Regions from separate parts of the Athene noctua genome. Here region 2 is linked to region 1. The links are chromatin contacts, called in public Hi-C maps. All regions are on one chromosome and are shown on one strand. The core of a region is the stretch at or near the end of the contact, and the rest is flanking DNA. Distances in the headings are between cores, read along the strand shown. Region 1 holds the start of HBP1 (HMG-box transcription factor 1). Region 2 holds the start of PIK3CG (phosphatidylinositol-4,5-bisphosphate 3-kinase catalytic subunit gamma).

Region 1 (7,103 bases), core at 2,659-5,158:
GCTTTGGCTGCATCTGTATAGTTATATCCATTGTAGGAAATTTTATGTGCCTGAGACTACAAACTAGTACTGAGGTATTGAATGACCAACATTCATACTGTTCTCCAGTATTTGTGCGGGCTCATTTACAAGCTGGCTTGGAAGCTTTTTTTCCAGCTTTCCATATGGGGTGGCCATACACAGATGGCCAACTGAGAATAGTCCTTGGCCTATGGCAGCTCCCAAACTGTATACGAAAATTATTTGCTATTGGCCCCCACAAAAACTATGCCAGGGCTTTTCTATAAAAAAATACAGTACAGATGATTGTATTCCAGTGCCCAGGAACACTTCCTGGCATTTTAATTTATCAACCAGCATAGAGGGAACCTACAGAACATTTTAAGTCTATTCTTGACTTGTTTTTCTACAAGCTTTGAGCTGGAATAGAGGGTTTTTTTAATTTGTCACTCTTCTGGATTGTTTCTTGATATGTCAGGTCTTTCTTTTTTCCTGAAACTATTGTCATTTTTTTGTCTCGCTCTATCTTTGTAGGTGATAAAGTTTAGCTAAAACTGGAATCTGTGCCATAATGACATGAAATAAAATTCTCATTAATTCATGACCTGTCTTGGAAGAAAAAAAAATACCTGGCCTGTTATTTGTTCTGTTTCTCCCCAACTTGAACCACTGCAGGAGGTGAGTGAAGTTTCCCTGCTAGCACTGAAGAAAAATTATCTTTCCTGGGAGCAACAAGTCCTCTGTTCCTCTGCTCTGCATTCCCAACAGCATCCTCTGTGAGAAGATAAAGAGTTGAAACATGGGGGTGGGCATGCCTAGAGTTGTTAGGAAGGAGAGAGCGAGGCACCATTGCAGCTAGCCACGGAAGGCTCTGAGAAGAGGGAAGGAGTACAAATAGCTTCAGGAGATATAGAAGTCATTGTGAAAAGAGAAAACGGATGTGAGAGGCTCTGGCACAATGGCTGCAGAACAGAGGCTGCTGTGTTGGGTAGAACTGGAAGCTCTGGTGAGCAGGGTTGCTCTGATGTCTGGGAAGTATTTAGTTAATTACTGAGGGTGAATGTCTACATGTGGATGTGAAGGCTCCTGTAGCAGAATTAAAATAATGATATGCTGTATTTCAGAGAGTCAGCAGTAGCAGCTGTGTCATAAGGGCAGGACAGGAGAGATTAAAAGTAGAGGTAGGCACAAACCCAATATATAATCTATATTTTACTAATATGGCTTTGTAATATGCATTTTTAAAGTCTACTTGTGGTTTCTTAACTTTGTGGCTGGCAATTTTAAGAGGTAAATAGCTAGGATGCAAATTTGTCTGTATATTTTCTGTTTGTCTAGTCTCTCCTGCTTCTTGGTAGCCATCCATAATGTGACAAGAACTCACAACTAACACTTCCCAATCCCCCACCTTGTTTTCTACCTCTCTTACAATAGCAGGAGCAACTAAATCAGCATAGCTGCCAACAATGTCCATGTTACACAGTACTGATTCATTCTCTGAGCACCTATTCATTTTGGACATGGAGTAAGATGAGGTAGGGGGTGTGGAGGGGGAGTAATAATGTAATTAGAGACTAGGCCTGCAGAGCAAAGAGTATGGCATTGACATAATCTTTATTCTGAAATCTAGAGGATACGTATTTGACTTCAACCAAGGGGGTTAGTAAGTAAGCTTTGATACAGTTTTTATGTATCCTGCTGTCATCTACTGCATGGACTACCTGTCCTTCTACTCATATTCTTTTATGTTCTCACTGAGTAAATGTTAATTTACTGTATGCAGAGGGAAAAAGGTAGATTTGAAAATAAGAAAGCTGTTCAATGTCAGATTTTAGAATCCCAAAACAATTCAGACACTCGTATCTTTACAAGATGATAATCTCAGTCATAAGTAGGATTCATATTTTTGAGTTTTCTGGATATGTCACAGATGGTATGATATCAAGGCTCTAGTTCAGCAGCGGTATTTACTTGTCTAGACCTGTAGCTGTTATTTGGGCCAATGAATCTCAGAGAACTGGGCTGCACATCTAACCCTCATGTATAACTTTTTGTAGAGAACTGTAAACCTTTATGGCAAATAGATTTAACATTTAGTTTGGGAAAAACACTCTTAATTTTTGGTAGAAAAAGTACATAGTGGTGTGGAAATGTACTCCATAACAAGGTACGAACCTCTAGGCCAACAGTCATCTTCTGAAAAATCTGATGGGGCTTCAGACAGGATTTATATCTTCTGTAGCTGCTTGATCCAGTCTCTGCACTCTGCACCTTCCACACTGCAGCAGATGGAGCTTTCAGAAGAATAAACTCTGAGTTTTACCTTGCAAGTGGCTGTACCACAAGCAGAGTAGCTTATTTGCAGAATGGAGGCATCTGCATATACAGGTCTTCTGACAAGACTCGTTCTGGAAATGCAGGGTCTGCAGTAAAATTCATTAAAAACACAGAAGCTTGAGTCTCTCTCCAAAGAGCCTAAAGGCTGTTTAGATGTATAAGGGAGATCAAAAGAGAAAGGGGAGGAAGGAACACAGCTTTAAAGTTTATTTTATTGTGGAGTGGTGTAAAAAAGATGATTCCTGATTTACCAGTTTTCAATTTATTAAAAACTATATTTTAGAGAGAGGATGACATGAAAGCTTCCTTATATAAAGATCTATCAGTTATTTAGGAAAAGCCTGAATTCTAAATATAGGAAAAATCAGAGCTTGTGGGATGTAAGGTTAGACAGTTGATGTTTTATAATAAGCTGTCTAGTTGCTTAAGAGTTGAATTTCAACAGTAATTTTCAGATTTTTCCTGGAGGCATTTGTTTGAATAACTTTGTGTTTTCAAACTGGTAAAATGATCTGTAAAGGGTTGGCTTATTATGTGATTAAGCACAGAATATTAGTTAAATTCCATGGCATTGGTTTTTCTACTATTTTTATTATTTTTAAGCTAAACTTGCGCATATGCATATAAAAAGTAATAATTTCCAATTCACACTGCAGAAGATACTGCATGTTTTTGAAAGTAGTGTGTCTCTTCAAACAGTGCCCACAGATGACGACTCTACTAACAGGCAAATTATTACTTCTTGGAAAAGCCAAATCTTAAACTGATGTGCTAATGACATCTGCATACCGAGTATGATGCTAAGTACAATTTCGATGGGTATGATTTTTTTTTTTTCCTTTTCAATTGCATTACCCTTGTTGAGCTGTGGAAACAATAAAACTAGCTTTCCCTCTAGTGGCCACTAGCAGCATGTTTCATGGGACGCAAAGCTTGTAGAGAACTCTAAATACGGAACCATTTCTATTTAAATTGTAAAGTTAACTTTTGCTTATTTTCTCGCACATCTATGTTAGCGTGCCTGAAAGTCAGAACTGTTGTAGATAGCAAATTATAAGAAAAGATCTGATAGAGCATTTAGGACACATTCACATGATTGGGATGATGTTGAAAATAGGGTAAGGAAGAAATGTTTTTCTTGGAAAAATCCCAACAGTTGCAAATTCTTGAAGCTCTCCATCAGCTTCTAAAATCGTATCAATTATTTCTGAATTGTGCGTGTATTTGCTTGTATTGGATCATGCATAGCGTTGTATTTTACAATGAGGATTTGGCCTCAGATTAGGAGTCTATTCTTCTCCCTGCAGTCTGAGGTACTGTATTCAGATGCTACCAGAGTTGCCTACTTCAGTCTCATCTCTCTGTCAGTAAAACAGCTGTAATGTCTAAACAAACCAGGATGGTATTTTGGCAGTTAAATGTATGGGAATGCCTGGGAAACACTAACGGACTGAGAAACCATTATCTTTTCCCCAGCAACTTTTATTTTGAACCTAAGCCACCGTGAATGTCTTTTTAATGAAACGAGAAAGGGGCCGGAGCCATGGGCAGGCGGAGCTGCTGACTCATTCTCTGACCTTTAGCAACTTCCTTTCACCTCTGCACGCCGCAGCCTTTATTTGGCGAAACGCGAGCGGGGCCCGTTTCGTAACAGCGTTTCGGAGCGCTGATGAATGGTGGTGAATCAGGAAAGGCACCGGGCACCCCCGGGCATCGTTACAGGCCGGCACCAACCTGGGGCCCAGTCACCCTCTCCACGCTGCTGCCGTGAGTCAGCGCCCCGCCGCGGAGGCCGCCGCCATCTCGGGGCCCGCGCCTCGCCTGCAGCGGCGAGAGCCAGAAGCGTCCTCCCGCCGCAGGAGACCGGGGAGGCCGCCCCTGCGCTGCCTCCCGCCGCGGCAGCACCAGGTCAGGCAGCGCCTCTCGGCGCTCGGGTTTGCTGCGGGGTGGGGGGCCCTGCCTGGCGGGCAGCCTCGCCGGCGGCGGCCGGCCCCGCGGCGCAGGCCCGGCGGAGGGCGGGGGGCTGCGGGCCGGGGCGGCGGAGGCGCGGTACACGTGTCCCTGTGACTCTTGTTTACTATCAGCCGAGCGCCGCGCGCGGCATCCTGGGGGCTGTCGTCTTATCGCGTCCAAGTTGGCAGGCAGTGGCGGCGGGGAAGACTACAGCTCCCAGAATGCATCTCGGCAAGCCCGCGGAGGCATTGACCAATCGGGGCGCTGTCTGGGGATGATTGATGTGCAGCGCGGTGCAATCTGCTACGCAGGAGAGTCAAAACATGTCCGCCCTCAGGGCGGGTTCCTGATAGGCAGATTAGTCAGCCAATAGGAAATGGCTGCGGCTTGAGCAACGTCGCCTTCGACCACTCGGCGACCAAGCACCGCCAAACTTGGGCGGGACTCCGTTGTGGGGAGGAGGCGGGGGGGGAGCCGAGGGGAATTTGGTAATGGCGACGGGTTTGGTAAGTGCTGTAAAGTTTGGAGCTGCCTCTTTGGGGGGGCTGCGAGGCCCCGGCGGGGGACGGGCGGGGTCCGCCGGGCTGGAGGGGAGCGGCGGCGGCCGCAGGCCGAGCCGAGGAGGCCGCTGGGTCCTTGGCTTTTGGCGGCGGTGGGAGCCTGGACATTGTTTACTGGGCGCCTTCCCTCACCGGCCCGGCGGAGCCGCCACTCTCCTGCACTGCTGGGCTGGCACCCGCGGGGTGCGCGGGGGCGCCGGCCCCTCCTAGGGTCTTTCAGCTGCGGCGTCAGACCGCGAGAGCGGGCGCAATAGATCTGGTGTGTGGGCCCCCCCCCTCCCTTATTTTTTTTTTTTAATCCCCGGGAACGCCCGCCTGCCCCAGTCTGTCAGAGCGAGGGCGCTCTGCCCCGCCGCGGGGAGCAGCGCCTGTTTGGGGAAGGAGCAGGGGGGGAACTTTTAGCCAGGTGAGCCCCGCGCCGGCACGGTTGGCGGCCCCGCCGGGGGGGCAGCAGCGGGATCTGGGGCGGGAGGGGGGGGGGGGCGCCCCCGCCGCCTCCCCCCCGGCCAGGCCGAGCTGTTACGCAGTTCTGAATGAATGGGCCTTGCGCGCATGCGCCGTGCCGGCGGGCGTTTATAAACAAGGGCCGCGTCCAGGCGGATCACATGACGGGGGGGGGGGGGGGTGTGCGCGCTCCCGGGCGCGGCCTCGGCCCAGCCGCGGACCCGGGGGCTGCCCCGCCACGGGGGGGGGGCAGTGGGGGAGCGTCTGTCGGGGGATGGGGCCCCCTCCGGCCGCGCGGGTCACATACAGATGCGTGCTCACGCGCCTTTAATTCCGCTGTAAATGTTTTCCTTGCGTGATGAAAGTAATGTTTGTTGTGCGACGGTGTGGGGAGGGCGGTGCTTCCTCCGCGGCCCTCCTGGGTAGGGGGTGACATCCCGTGGAGCTGGGTGGAAGGTATGGTTCGGCCCGTGTAAAGCGAAAAGGCCGTCTGGACAGGAACGTGAGTCCTGTTCTGTGCTCATCTGAGGTGGTGTGTGTCTCTGCGGCCTTTTTTTGGCACAGCTGTGCGAGTCAGGGCTGTGGAGCAGGATCCATGATCAAAGCAGCTGTGCCAATAAAGTCTCTGGTGTAGATCCAGTCTTGCCAGTATGTTGTGTTTTGCTTGGAGAAGCTGCTCTCTGTACTAAACTCCATCCGGTGAATTGCTGCAGGCATAGAGCTTGCCTGTGACTTGGGCGGTAGGTTGGGGGAAGGCAGGCAAATACCAGAAGGAAAACCACGGGAAGCACTTCCACCCAGGGATTCATGCACAGTGTGGTTTGGGTGGATGCTGCGCAGTTCCTGCTGAACCCCCTCTCAGCCGCAGTCTTTATTTACTTTTGTCCCGAATTTATTTTTGTCCAGCAAAAATAGACATGGTTTGATTAATAAGCTTTTTGTTAATATTGCTGTTTGTTAGCATGACAAATTTAAAGCACAAATTCATAAATAAGTACATTTAGCCTTAAAAAAAATGGCGGTAGTTAATAGCCTTGTGAGACATACTTGTAGAAAATATCTGTCAGGACAAGTTTTGAACGTGAGATTGAATTTAAAAAAAAAAAAAAATCAAGCTAATTAATGACCATTCCCCTTAATGTTCCAAAACACTGAAAGATTGAGGACAGGAGAAGCACACAATGTCCCAAGCAGGCTTTAATCAGGTAGAATAAAAAAATTGGAAAAGTAAAGCTGGTACACTTTCTTTGTTTTTCTTTTTAATTAATTTGTTAGAGGATTTTTTGGCTTTTGTAAACAAGTGGCTTATGGTTTAGAGAAGTTGTTGTGACTTGGAAGAAAAATTCATTTCTCAAGCAAGTACCTTCTTGTCAGACTAGCGTGTTGTGTCTGCATCTTATCTCTGACCTTCAGTGGGATACCGGGCAGGTACTTTCAAATCTTGGCAGCTGGCAGGAAGGAAGGAGAGGGTAACATTCCCAAAATAAGTTAGCTCGTTCATTTTGGCAGGAAAATGGGAAAGGAAGAGAGAAAAAAATAGAGGGGAAAACAAGGCATAAGGGTAGAAAGGAAAGACGTAGACAAGCTAGAAAAACAAGGAGTGGCTTTTCAGATTTGATTACTTGGGAGATAATCATCAAGGTCCTGACCTGCACGACTGAGGTCTGATTTTTCTGTTCAGAAATGACTGAGAGTTCTGCTCTCGTGGTGTTCTGTAATTTTACTGTCTCTCATGGGTGATAATGTGCATTAAAGATGCTTCTTGGAGGTGAAATACACGTTTATTTGACTGTTTAATTTCTTTATTTG
Region 2 (7,103 bases), core at 2,539-5,038, 160 kb before region 1:
GGGATTTTGTGCAGAATCTGGACTACCTGGAGCACTAACCTAGCACTGAGTACTGCTTGGAGGAGAAGGGACTAGAGATAGACAAGACTCCTCTTTTCCTTATTTGAGCTTTCCTGACTGTTCTGCCTACAGAGGTTCCCAGATATCATTCTGGATCAGGCCACATGGCTACTTTCATGCCCAGCAGATCTTAAAAGATTCCCCTGTTCGCTTCTCCCTGGGAACCCAAGCTTATGTAGGAGACATCTTAAAGAGGATTTAATTGCCCGCTGGCATCCCTTCAGAGGGATGCAACAAGAGCTCACCCTTAATTCGCTCTTCTTCTGGATCCCTGCCCCCTCCCCCAGGCTCCCTCTACTGCTTCCCCAAGCAATGAACCAGAACCAGCATAAAAAGAGATGGGCTGCCTTTCCCATGAAATAAAGCTGTGAACAGAGGACAGATCTGCAGGCAACACTTGGCTATCAGTTATATCCCTTACATGAGCAGCCACCATACCTAGAATGATACAAAAGCCAAACTAAAATCCAGCTTGCTCCTCCTCTGCTTGTTGACAAGTTATAGCAAGAAGAAAAACTTATTTTTGATACCAAAGTTACCATATGATTGTGCATATGGACAAAGCAACTGCAGTGATGTTGATACAACTGATTGCATATTTACATGATCAGTTTTCATAGCAGAGCTGTAAAATAAAGGGATTTTGTTAATTTATTTTAAATCATGCATTGAATGCATCTTAGTGCTTACAACCCAATTAAAAAGTTCCAGTTTATAAATTCTGCAAGAAAGGAGAAAGGTACCTACCATTCCATCAGGAAGCACAATGTATCCACAAGGTTTTTTTCAATTTTCTTTACATAAGGAAGCAATTATAAAACTGAATATAGCTATTGCTGGGATTAGGCAAGCAATGGCTTTGTTGGCACAAGACCTGCAAAGCTTCTGCACTTAACTTTTTTTTCTCTGCTGGCAATATAGAAAATAAAAAACAACCCAAACTATTAGATACTTTTTCCTAAATGGCAGTGAACCCAGTCTGTCAATGACAACAGAACATTTACATCCCATTCCAACATATGCCAGTATATAAAGTTGTTGAGCATTTAGTGTGGCTGTTATTCTTTATTGCAGTTCTCCATGAAACAACATAAAAACTGATGTTTGACTGCAGAGGACACAAAAGATACTATCTTACATTTTCCAACCTCCAAAACTCCCATTTAAGATCATGACAGCAATTCCTTGTCATATTTTTATTACAGCTAAAAGATAAAGGAAATAATTGCATTTTGACTGCACCCTACAAGATTTTATTAACAAAATGATTGCTTCTTTGCATGACTAATTTTGATTAAATCAGCTTCATTTAAATATCAAACTGTGTTCTTCATCTTCCTTCATTAAGCTATGGTATTCCTTACTGTTTTAAAATTCCATTTCTTTTATGGTAAAATGTGCATTTCAATTTATTTTAAAGGCTGTTCTTGACTGGGGGGAAAAAAAAAGAAAAAAGTCCAACAGGTAATTTATGGGAAAGAGTTTAAGTCACATTGAAAATCAAGGGGAATAATACAATGTTAAAATGCGTATTTCCAAAGAATATACGACCTATAAGGAGAACATCCTTGGCAATAGGAAAGTTATATTACTTGATGTGCCACAAAAGGCAATCAAAAAAATTGTGCTGCATATAGAGGAGCTGAAGATTAACTGCAAAGAATTAATGTTTTATTAATTTACAAAATCCTGAAAAGACAAAGATTTTCAGCTTACCTCCTTTTCCCAAATATAATACATAAAATAATTTATTCTTTCATTGCAAATAACATTATGCTGATTTATAGCTATTTAAAAATATTTTATACAATTCTGGCTGAAGTCAACATGAAATGTGTCATTTGCTCTGGCTGTAAATTATTCCCTCTATAATTGTCTTTTGACAAATGAGCCTTTTTTATTCAGTTGCTCAAATCTCCATATGTTTGTGCATCCCCAAATAAAGTCCATGGATTTTAACAGGATTAGTTGCCAAACTGGCTACACTTGTGTTCCTGGAGTGATCCATCTGGGGATACAGCCAATAATGACAAAAAAAAGCTTCCTATTTTGATAAGGTTTTTTAATCTCTTTTAAAGCATTCAGTAATACACATGCTGTGCAAAGCTGAACTTCTTTGACTGTTATTACCTATTGTATCAGGCAAAACCAAGCATGAAGTGAGGGAATCTTCACTGTTTCCCCTATGCTGCACACACACCACGTGAAGGTTGTTAAAGGTTTTTGCTTTGCTTTCGTCTTCAGAAAAAGGAGAACTCAAGGACAGTACAGCGTTATGATTTCTTATAGCCACAGTTCAGTGTAATGTATATTCATTTTGAAACTCCATGTTTATACAATAGTTTCTCAATTGCTTTCTGCTCCAGGCTGCTACTATGATTCTTGATGTTGTTATGCAAATGATTTTTTAAGTCAAAAGAAATGCACTGCTATAATGACAATTACTTTTTATAATAGCACCTGTATGAGTGACATACTAGTTATTTCCTTCTGATATTTTTTTTCTATGGAAGTTAATAATGTGTACCTAGAAAAATCAAATTCATTTTTACAGTCTTTTTACTACCTTTGGTCAGTGTGGCTCTCAGGACAAATATGCAGGCTCTGTGCCATACAGGGTTCACCTGTGAATCTCATTGTAAGATCAGGGGCAAAAAAGGTCTCAGCACACTCATGGAAAGAGTTTTGCTGTTCCTTCCAAAAAAGAGCTGCTGAGATACAAACAGTCAATTCTGTTTAGAGCCAAACAGCCAGCAGCTAGGGTGGGGAAAGAGTGGTGAGGGGGAGTTGTTTGTTTGAATTGGAAGTGAATGGTTATGCCTGAGCTGCATTTGGAGTCCTGGCACCGTAAGGCTGATGAATTAATCCTCCTGCTGTGGGCAGCCTTGGCAAGGCCTTAGCTGGAGTACTACTATGTCCAGTTTTGTGCAGTGCCTTCCAAAAACAACGTGGCCCATTTGGCAAGAGTCCAGAAGCAAGCAACAGGAATCCCAGGAGGTCTAAGGAACATGACCTAAAAGGAGAGCTGGGACTGCCCAGTCTGGATTTGGGAAAATAGTTGGAAACAAGAATACAGCACCTTTGAACAAAGAGTAGCAAAAAAAAAAAAAAAAAAAAGTAAGAGGCTAAATCTGCAGGAGCAGACATTTAATAAGATAAAATGAAAATCTTTCCAAAGGAAAAGGCCACTGCGTGCTATTGCTGACTGCCATCACCGGGACAAACTGTGTCCTGGCCTTGGCGTGGGGCAGGCCGGGCCGCCCAGGCTCTGGCTGCTGGCCCTGCCGCGGCGGTGGCTGCTCCGCCGCAGCCTGCGGACGGGCTCGCCAGCCTTCGGGGCCCGGGGCGATGAACTCCTCCTGAAGCTGCTTCCAGAGAGGTTTTGCTGCCAGTCCTGACACCAGGACCGTCCTGCCTGCTTTGTGCTGGCGACTAAACCACGCGGAGGCTGCGGTGCTTTGCCCTAATGGTGGATCTATCCCCGCGCCGGCTGATGCGGTCGTGCCGGGCCGGGGGGTGCCGGGCCGCGCCAGGGCTGCCCGCTGCCTCCAGGCGGCAAGGCCCGGCACCGCGCTCCGCAGACCCGCGGGGCGTCCCGGCCAAGCGCCGGCCCCTTCCCCAGGCCCCCGCCTCGCTCGGAGGAAGGGGCCCGGCCCCGACGGCCGGCTCGCCGGGCCGCGGCGGGGGCCGGCCGCAGCGGCGGGGGCTGGAGCCGGGCGCCCCGGGGCCGCGGCGGGGCCGGGCGGCGGCGGCCGAGCGGGGCGGGGAGGCCCCACAGCCGGTTCCCTCTTTGCCCGGCGCGTGATTGGCGGCGGCTCCGGAGCTGCCTACCGCCGGCCATGGAGCCTCCCCTCCGGCCCCCGGCCCGCTCCGCTTCCTGCTGAGGAAAACACCTGTCCGGAGCCGGGGCCGCGGCCGCGCCGCTGCGGTGAGTAGCTCCGTCCCAGGGGCCGGCGGGGGGTCGCCGGTGGCCCCTGCCCCAGGGCCGGGCTCGCAGGTGGCGGCGGAGGCACAAGGCCGGCGCGGCGCGGCCCGGCTCCCCGCGGTGGCGGTGGGCAGAGCGGCGCGGCCGCGGCCCCCGGCTGCCCCGCCGGGCTGGGCGCGGCGAGGACTCCGCTGCCGCTCCCGTGGGCGCTGCGGGGCGGCGCGGCCCCAGCCGCCATCTCGGGGCGGCGGGCGGGCAGGGCGGGCGCGGCCTGAGCGCCCGGCCGGTGGGCCGGGTGAGGGGGGCAGCCCCGGCCCGCCGCTCCTCGCCGCGTCGCGCCTCCCGGGCCTGGCGCCGGCGAAGCGCTTCGGCCCGAGCCCCCTCCTAGCAGGGCGCGGGCGGCTGACCGGAGTCAGCACGGCCGCCTCCAGGGCAAGGGCTGAGCCCCCGAACGCTGCCCGGTCCGTCGCTCCCTGCGGCCTCGGTCCCGGCTCGCGTCCTGGCCCAAACAGGAGCTGCAGGGTTAATGCAAAACCTGCCGAGGAAACTGTGAGTGCGTAGAATAAAACAATGCAAAGTGAAGGATCACGCTAGACAGTGGTAGCTGTTCCCTCTGATCTGTAAGTCAGCTCAGCTGCAACATCGTTTTGAAACAATAAATATTTCCTCATCCAACAAATAATAACCTCTTGTGTCTTTCTGATACGTGTAGACTGTAAAACCTTCCCCCACTACAAATGGTCTGAAATAGTAGCTGAGGGCGTTCAGGAGTTGGTTGTCAGTGGAGATCAGATCACACTGCTAAAGATCAGTATTTGAAGAACCAGGCACAAGTTGAAAGGACAGGCAGTATCTAGATGGGGAGTGTGTCCCTGCAGGAGCCATATATCCATGTTTTCAAACTCTGTGAAGTGTTGGTTTAAGGGTAGATCACCATCATTTGTATAACCAGTTAACTAGAACTTCGCCAAGATTCTTACCTAAATTTTTGGAACCAGCTAGGAGTTACTGTTTGTTCCAGAAGCACCCCCAAATAGATAACCTTGTGTAGAAACCAAAATACACAAATGTCTGTAGTGAAGGCAGGGAGGTCCTGAAAATATTACAGCTGTAATAGCAGGTAGATTGACCGTGCAGCCTCCTGGCACAGATGTTCTGCTGATTAGTACACTTTTTGATGAAGAATGTGACTGTATTAGCAGTGACGTTCTGTGATGATGATGATGAAGTTTACTTGCTAATAGGAAGCTGCACTGATTTAATTCCAGGGAGAGCTAGTAGTTGCTAGAGGATTTGACAAAAGAACTGAGCAAAGCAGTTTTTGTTGTTGAGTTCATGCGTAACATGTTAGTGCTGTATCTTGCCTGCATAGTTCAGCACTGGCTCACTGTAGACATAGGGAAGATGTATTGTACTCCTATCCTGCAAGTGCAAAGCGGTCTCCTGCTACAGGACAATGCTGGCGAGTACACGTAGAATGCTGCTTGGAAAATTTTGGGTCATGTCCTAGGTGGGTTTTTTCATTTATCTTTAAAGTGTGAATGTAAATAGATTATTATTATATTTGTGTAATGTGTGCACAAGGTGATTCTTACTCTGATAGAGAGTGCCTATTTTCTTGCAGGTTGTGTTGTCTGGGAAGGAGCTGACTTTAAAGTGAAAAGAATAATTTAAAAATAAGGTTTTCACATGGTAGATTAAACCAGAAACAGAAACTATTGTAGAATAAGCGTAAGAATAACTGATGAAGAATAAGTAACTGGTAAAACACTAACAAAGCAGTGACGTTTGACAGATCTCTTGAATTTTTTTGTAGCAGAACATATGAAGTAATTAATGATAATACCACAGTGTCTTTTTAAAACACCTTTCAACCAGTGATCTCAAATCCTTTAACAAGTTTACCTATTAATTTATCTCCTAATCCTGCTGTGAATTATGTTTCAGTCTCATCCTAAACTGCGCTGTCTTCATTCCCTTCCCATCTCTTCCCTTCCCTACCACTTGGCAAGTGATGAGTCAGATTAGGGAACAGATCCAGCTGAAAATTAACCAAATTTTGTTGTTGTTGTTGTTATGATCGGTTTGCTTACCTGAGTGATGAGATAGGAACACTACTGGAGACAAAGGCAAGCCTGTTTGCTTTTCTTAGTTGTCTTTTATGGGCCCACTTCTCCTGCTCCATTGCAGCCTGTCAGGATTTGTTGACTAGTAGTAGGACAGTTCTCCTAATACAGGGAAATACGGGGTTAGAATTAAATTAAATTAGAATTAATAATAAGAAGAGTGACTTTTTTTGACCTTTTTGTGTGGTTGTGCAGTAGGCGTATAGAAATGTCAATACTGTAAGTAATGCTTAGACATGACAAAGGTTTTAGGAGGTTATTTTAAATGATTTTCAGTTATAATCATCCAAGTTTTCTGATGCATATGCATGAGGAATTATGGTTTTACCATGCTTACACATGGATTAGTGGAAATAGATACAGTTTGGTGTCACCCTAAGAATGTGGACACTTTTGTGTCTGTCATTGCAGAGACAGATTAGAGACAGTTACCATTCCAAGAATTGGCTTCTGAAGCTGATGAAAGGGGGTCAGAGCTGAACTGGAGAAGGACATCTGGGTTGTACTGGACTGGACTAGACATGGGAGGTCACAGCCCAAATGAGTGTGAAAGAGACAGTCTTGTGTGGGCAGTTACACAAGTGTCATGCACTTTGCATTGTATCTGATGCAGTTTGTGGGGCAGTATTTGAACCTTTCACAATATTGCTCTACCAGTCTTTTTACATGGATGAAAGTGTCAAACAATTATGTTCATTGAGCAGTGTACAGGGTAGTTCTCTGCTGCACGAGGCAGAGATGCTGCTTTTGATTTTCTTGTTCGTCTTGATCAGTGGAGTAGTGCTAGAATAGCTTAGCAGGAGATGGAATATTTGAATGTATATGTGTTTGAAAAATTAATCTTTAAGTGCATATCACATGGCAGCAAAATTTTAAACCGGCATTCTTTCTTAGGTCTGGCACAACCCAATGAAACTGTGATGAGTCTAGGTTTACTTCATAGGGTCAGCACGATGACTTTTAGAATGAGGGATATTTGTGAAAAACATATG

The links. Hi-C and Micro-C count contacts between places; a contact is called where the count stands out from the background.
Region 2: a contact with region 1 is called in a Hi-C map of heart, with 2.6 times the contacts expected there. The contact joins the promoter of PIK3CG here to the promoter of HBP1 in region 1. A contact is called at or near these places in 2 of 2 Hi-C or Micro-C datasets (heart and liver).

What each region holds. Positions count from the first base shown.
Region 1 is chr3:72,715,162-72,722,264 of bAthNoc1.hap1.1, reverse strand. HBP1 (HMG-box transcription factor 1) reads left to right here and starts at 3,908. Exons shown (of 11, transcript XM_074903323.1): 1 at 3,908-4,245. The coding sequence starts at 4,011.
Region 2 is chr3:72,876,831-72,883,933 of bAthNoc1.hap1.1, reverse strand. It overlaps PIK3CG (phosphatidylinositol-4,5-bisphosphate 3-kinase catalytic subunit gamma), which reads left to right and starts at 3,788. Exons shown (of 12, transcript XM_074903333.1): 1 at 3,788-3,988.